Linked DNA regions of Mus musculus: region 1 is linked to region 2. A link is a contact called in public promoter capture Hi-C data. All regions are on one chromosome and are shown on one strand. The core of a region is the stretch at or near the end of the contact, and the rest is flanking DNA. Distances in the headings are between cores, read along the strand shown.

Region 1 (3,349 bases), core at 225-2,724, 2.4 Mb after region 2:
CAAACATACTAGGGTCGCCCCAAAGGGAAACTCGCTAGAAAGAGCACCCAACATACCTGAAGGTGCCTGGCATTTTGGGACAGGTCTGTGGCCACAGGAGGAGTAAGTAGACCAGGGGGAGGGCCCAAAAGAGATGTTGAAGCTGCGCCTATGGGGACAGAGAAGCAATCTCCAGGAATTGCACCTACTACCCGAAGCACTAGAAGATAGCCAGAGGATCTTATAAACCCAGAGGTCTAGGTGGCTCCAATCAGCTACTCAGACATTCAGAAAAACACCCAAGAGCCATAGTTTTTGAAACTGAGTCTCGAGCATGTTCTGAGTGTAACCAGTAAGGAGTTAAGCACCTGAGAAGTTGCGTCCCCCTGGAAGTGGGTTGATCCTCTGCCGCTTAAACTGGGACATTTGGAATACTGTCCTTTCAAGGTCTTGGGGGGAAACCTTCAATCAAAACAGAAAGAAGTTAGCAGCTCCAATGGAAAACTTCCATCTATTGGGGAGGGGGAGGGGGGATAGAAAATCTTAAGTAAAGCTTTTAAGGTGAAGAGGTGGGTCCTAAAATGGAAGAATGGAGAGGATGTAGAGGAGATGAAATTGGTAGTAACGTTACTCCAGTTTGTTCTCACAATAACCTAGTGGTGGGTGCTAGTGACATGCTGGTTTACAGACAAGGAAACTGGAGCTTTGAGATCCGGAGACTTGCCCAAGGCCACAAAACCAGGTAGTGACAGAGTGGGACTCACACCCAGGTCTCCCAACAACTTAGCACTCCTTTCACTATGTCACTGGCACCCCTTAGAGAAGCTGGAGGAGTGAGGGGCTGGAAGAGCTCCGGTGACATTCATTCATTCAAAAACATCCGCCAGAACACTCCACGCAGGGCCGGGGCAAAAAATAAAAATAAAAGGTGCGAGTAGCGGGTTGGTGATGCGGGCCCTCTCCCCGGAAGCCCGCCAGGCGTCTTTAGGACCCGCTGGTGGGAAGGGAGCTGTCCAGCCGGCCCTCGCCAAGCGGCCTGCACGCCGCTCCCTCCTCCTAGGTCCCGACCCTAGGCTCCGGCCTCCGCAGCCGCCTGCGCAGAGCTTTCCGGGCCGGGCCACCGAGAAGCCACCGTGGGAGGTTCACGGCGCGAGGTTTCTCCTCCTCCCGCCCGCCCCCAGGGCCGAGGCCGTTGCCAGGGCGACGGAGCTTGCAGTCCAGAGGGGCTCGGCTCTTTCCGCGACTGGCGCATCTTCGCCGTTCGGACCCCGCAGCCTCGCCACCCGAGAGAGACGGAGAGGCGGGGGCGCAGCAGGAGGCCCCCAACCCACCTGCGGGCCAGGGCCACGACACCAGGGGGACAAAGACACCCGGAACCACCGCAGCCGCCGCTGCCACCACCACCGGAAACGCCTCTCCGGAAGAGAGACCACTGGTCGGAAGCTGCCACTCTCCCGGATATGGTACCTCCCTCTTCTCCATCGACCTCTCCCTTCCCCCACACCAGCCTGCCATCCCGCTCCAACTGTGGAACGGAAGTGCGCCTTCCCAGATCCGATAATGCCTTCGGAAGCCGAGCTCGGTGGTGTCCTCTCTCAAGTGTCCCATCAGAAAAGTAAGCTCGAACCATTGGTTCCAGGTCTCAAAATGACTGGAACTGGACCCACTCCCACAAACACAAGGAAGGGGACTACCACTTACACACCCTGCTGTGCTCTACTAACCCCCAAGACTACAGCAACAAAAGAAGCAGGGCCTCCATTGGCTAGAGGAGGAGCGTGCCTACTGGGGGTCCATTTCCAGGGGATAGTCTTCTGACTAAAGCCAATGACCACCCCACCCCACCCCCATCCCTATTCCTGTCCTTTTCTTGACTGCACCATCAGCAAGGGGTAAGCATATCCGAAATCTATACCCAGACTCTCAAATATGAAACGTACACGATCTTAATGAAGTGGCTCTATCCAAAATCTTGCCAGAAATGTGGCTATTTTCACAACTATTAACAGTGAACACACACACACCTTCCTTTAACTTCTGGCCTCCCATCTCCCCACTCCTGTTTGCCTCCAGCATCACACCCTTCCCAGGTCATTTAACAGTCACAGCACACATTGAGAATGTTTAATGTTACTTCATCCTCCTAACAAGCTTATGAGGTAGGTAAGGTGGGTATCATGGTCCCAAGTAGGAAGCTGTGGCTCAGAAATTAAGAGACTTCGCTATGGTTAAACTCCAGGATAGAACACAGCATCTTAGAGTTGACCTTGCAAGTTATGTGTTGTTCCTCTCAATGTTCTTGACCTTCCCCCCATCCCTCATTCAGCCTTCAGGGGCTGTACTCCAGAGCCGTGACTCACTACAAAGGTACCCAAGGCAATGTTGTTCTTGGTCCTAGGGCTGCCGTCTCAGGTATGAGGAAGACATTAGAAGTCCACATTAGTAACTGTTCATTGTGGAATGAAGATCGGTGCCATCCTTCCAGTGACACCCCAAACACCAACCCTTTGGACGAATGATTCCATCAGATGGGGCAGACGGAAGTCCAACAAAGATTGCATAAACTTACATCTGCAACATGCTGACACACTCCCATACTAAACATGCTCTATGAGCACCTGATAAATAAGTCAATTCACATTGCCTAAGCCCAGAGATTTCTGATGAGGAGGAAGAGCCCTGGAAGAGTGCTGGAACTGCACTCAGGAACCTCTTGGGGATCCAGGGCTCCTTGCTTCGATGCTTAGAGATGGATTTGGCCTTCACCTTGAAGAGGAGCAAGCACCAATAGCTTTTCTTGGCAGTGCAGAGAAGCAGCAGTAAGCCAAAATGTGAGGGACTTCTTCCCAAGGTCACCAGGTACACCAAGAGGTCATACAGAAAGATTTTTTGCTCGTGGCTTCTTAACCACCAATGCTGGTATAAAGGTCTTCCGTTGGGAATGGCACGGAGTCCTGTCAGAGAGGTTTCTAAACTCCATCCTATAGAAAAGCAAAGGAAAGTTAGACAAGAAGAGAAAGAAAACAGACAAGAAGCTTTGCATACCTCCTGAGGAGAAGCTGCCAACCATGACAGACAGACTTCACCTACAGTAAAATACTTTGCCTGTGTGTCTACCTTACCAGCCCCTAAATTTCAGTGGTAAGGAGTGAGGGCTTGACACGTGAGGATGAACATGCCGCCCACAATCTGGTAGTGGCTTCGGGAAAGCCACTGTTCCCAATCTCATGTCATCTTCTGTCTCTTCACCAACAAATAGGGCATATTTTTGTTTAGTTGGGTTTTTTTTGGGGGGGTTGTTTTGTTTTGTTTTGTTTTTTTTCAAGTCAGGGTTTCTCTGTGTAGCCCTGGCTGCCCTGGAACTCACTCT
Region 2 (3,076 bases), core at 252-2,751:
GCAGTACAGACATGTATAATTGGGGCCTACTACAGTTACTGTTAAATTTGAAAAAAAAAACTATGCAATCCAAGAACTTCTCTTACCGGAAGAGGTCTTAACAAAGCTTTCAGGTGTAATTCCCAACTGCTCTACGGTTACTGTGGTGAAGTCCAAAGGTGACTTAAAGGTATCAGGGGTGCAAAGATTAGGAGTCGCATCTGCTACATGCTTCTGAGGAGTCACAAACGGTTCAGTTCCCAATCTAAAAACGTCATTTTCTGAAAACGGACAGCACATTGGGGGTGTTAATACATCAAAACACTCAAATCTTCCATCTAACGAGGGCAACAGGTCACCACATACCAGAATTATTAAGGACACACTCCTTGGATTCAGAGAGAGGCTTGTCGTGTGAACTCGCATCCATCTAAAAGATGAGGAAGTTAGAGAAAAAAATGTGAAAAATAACCTCACTATAAGCCAAAAACAATGTGACAGAACTCTAAGGCAATCAATACCAGGGGACCACAGGCTGGGGCGTTCTGATTAAAGAAACGGCGGGAGGTACTATTGACTAAACAAAGCGGACCGAACTGATTTATCAGGGCTTTGCATCCCTGAACCCCGGCCGGATAGCAGGCCTACCTCTCCCGCCCAGGACCCTGCGCGTTCCCTCGGACGACTACGACAAGCGTCGCGGAGGCTCCGTTTCAGAGAGCACCAGAGGCCGGGGAAGGGAGCCGGGCTGGCCTCCTGCCGGCCGCTGCACACCAGACACACCACGTCCGGCCGAAGCGGTCAAGCTTCACTTGCCCGCCAGCAAATTCAAACCGCGGCCACGCCCCCGCGGAGGGATACCCACGAGCCGTGGACCACGTGTGACGTGGGTACCGCTCCCTCCGGGCCTCACCCTCGTGCTTTCGAACGGCGCAGGGAGACCTCCGTGGATCCCGGAAAAAACACGGCCAGCCCTAAATGACCCTGGCGAGACAGAGCTGCAGCAAAAAGGTGTCCTGGGGTCTACCAGTGAGTTCCGCGGAGCAACACTTCAAATGCCACCCCAAACCTTGGATTGGCTGCTGGAAACTTCGAAAATGAATCACTAGACCAATCGAGACAGAACCGCCGGATGGCTAGTTTACCCTATTAGCCAATCCCGATACCAACCGTTACCTCGGTGGGTGGGTACAGTAGAAGGGGCAAAAGCCTAGCGAGGAGCTGATTGGTCTATGGGACTTCGGCGTCCCGCCTCTTCCTTAGACCCAGTCTCTTTATGCAAATGAGCACTCCTACACTCCAACGTGCGCCTGCTCAGTAACGCTTAGAGCGGCCCTTTGCCCAGTAGGTTCTTCTCTGATTCGCTGATACTCCATTCCGTCAACCAGCCCTCAGCCTCTCTTTCCTTCCACCGCCGTCTAGTGTTACTCTGAGCCCACCCCCCAGCCGGACTCTGATTGGCTAAATACTGGCCGGTACAGCGTGTTGATTGGCGCAGCTCAGCGTCGGTCTGGGCGCGGTTGGGGGGAAGGGCCGCTAGCAGGCTGAGGAGCCTAGGGGCGGGGTGGGAAGGAGGATCGGCCAACCCCGGGGTGTGGGACTGAGGGTGCGTGCGTGAGGAGTGTGGGGCCGACCAGGAAGGTGGCGAAGGGCGGAGAGTCCGGGTGGGAGGCGGGAGGGGTCTCGCGGGCGCGGAGCGCGGCGGGTGGCGGGCCGGGAGCGAGGGTGGCGGCTCCCTCAGGACCCGGCGCGGGCGGCGCGATGCGGCGGGTCACGCTGTTCTTGAACGGCAGCCCGAGCAACGGCAAGGTAAGCGGTAGCGGGGGCGCGACCCGGGGACCCCCGCAGCCTCCGACAGCCCGGGGCTGCTCTGCCGGCGGGGCTCCGAGGCGCCACTGTCACCTGAGCAGCTGGCCGAGGTCCCCTCCCACCTTCCCGCTGCGCCTTCCTGTCCTTATCGGTGCTGAGTAATGCTCTGCCCGGGGAGGAGGCAGTGATCATGGAGGCGGGTGACCCTGGCCAGGTCGGGAGAAGAAAACTCCAGGGGACAGTCGAGTGACATCCTCAGAATGTGGACCTGGTCTGAACCACTTTCCTTCTCTCTCAAGGTGCCCCGGGCCCCTTGCCCCGCCACCGTGCAAACTTTTATACATGTTTTACTGTGCCGCCTTGTTTTTGATTCCTTAGAGGACAGTGACAGCAGACCTTCGGAATGACTTGATTTGACAGTAGCCTTAGCTGCATTTAGGCCTCTGTGGAGGGCGTGGTGCTAAATATTTTTCCGATGTTGCAGCTGCCTCTTGCCCCACCCTTGAAAGTTATTCTTTGGAAAATGTTGGCTGTTTCTGGCGGACTAGTAATGTGTGGTTAAATGACTGCCCCACACATACCTAAGCCTGATTAAAGTCTCAAAAGTAATGAACCCTTTTAAAGTTTCAGTTCAAGGTACATTGGCTCCACTCTGTAATTGACCAGAATACTCTGATTGCCCCGCGTATACATAGCAGAACTAACTATTCAAGGGCATTAAAGTGGTGCGGGGGAAGGGGGTGATGAGGGGTAGGGGAGCGATGTCCTTCAACCACTCTGCAGTTTTGAATAAACAGATTCTGGAAATCTGATCCACAGTGGGGTTTGTGCTCTGCGATTTTATTTTCTTAAAGATTGGATATTCACACAAAAATAGTAGCCACATAAGCTCAGCCAGTGCTTCAGAAATACAGGCTAAAAAGGCTGTCACTTCTGATCATCAGCTGTTCCTGGGCCACGCTGTAGTTGGCTAGTAGACTGTGTCGGTTTTTATTGAGAGATTTAGTGTGCCCAGTGTTAACAGTCGTATTGATAAGCACTTTTCACCAGTGTCGACTCTTGTGTGACTCCCTGAAGTCGAAGTGATCAGAGTTCCTCATAAGTGCTCAGCTCTGCTCTAAATCTCTTCTGAGTTCACTGTATGCTATTGTCACTGTAAAACTGAGTGGCTTGCTCTGGGTATATTATTTAAATTTTTAAAAACTTTGGTTTTGTCTGTGAGTTTCCAGGTTAATTTTATTTACTTAGTAAAAAAATGTTGAGAATCTCCGAAGATTGGGGAAAGTAC

The links. Promoter capture Hi-C pulls out the DNA fragments that hold promoters and counts their contacts.
Region 1: a contact with region 2 is called in a promoter capture Hi-C map of liver, with 4 times the contacts expected there. The contact joins the promoter of Ccar2 here to the promoter of Kctd9 in region 2. A contact is called at or near these places in 4 of 39 promoter capture datasets (cranial neural crest, liver, pre-B cells and 1 more).

The regions. Positions count from the first base shown.
Region 1 is chr14:70,152,317-70,155,665 of GRCm38.p6, forward strand. Ccar2 (cell cycle activator and apoptosis regulator 2) reads right to left here and starts at 1,475. Exons shown (of 21, transcript NM_146055.3): 1 at 1,311-1,475; 2 at 348-441; 3 at 57-148. The coding sequence starts at 405. It overlaps 9930012K11Rik (RIKEN cDNA 9930012K11 gene), which reads right to left. Exons shown (of 7, transcript NM_001112735.1): 7 at 2,089-2,960. The coding sequence ends at 2,852.
Region 2 is chr14:67,714,597-67,717,672 of GRCm38.p6, forward strand. Kctd9 (potassium channel tetramerisation domain containing 9) reads left to right here and starts at 1,502. Exons shown (of 12, transcript NM_001111028.1): 1 at 1,502-1,788. The coding sequence starts at 1,741. It overlaps Cdca2 (cell division cycle associated 2), which reads right to left and starts at 1,014. Exons shown (of 15, transcript NM_001110162.1): 1 at 628-1,014; 2 at 346-409; 3 at 87-260. The coding sequence starts at 409.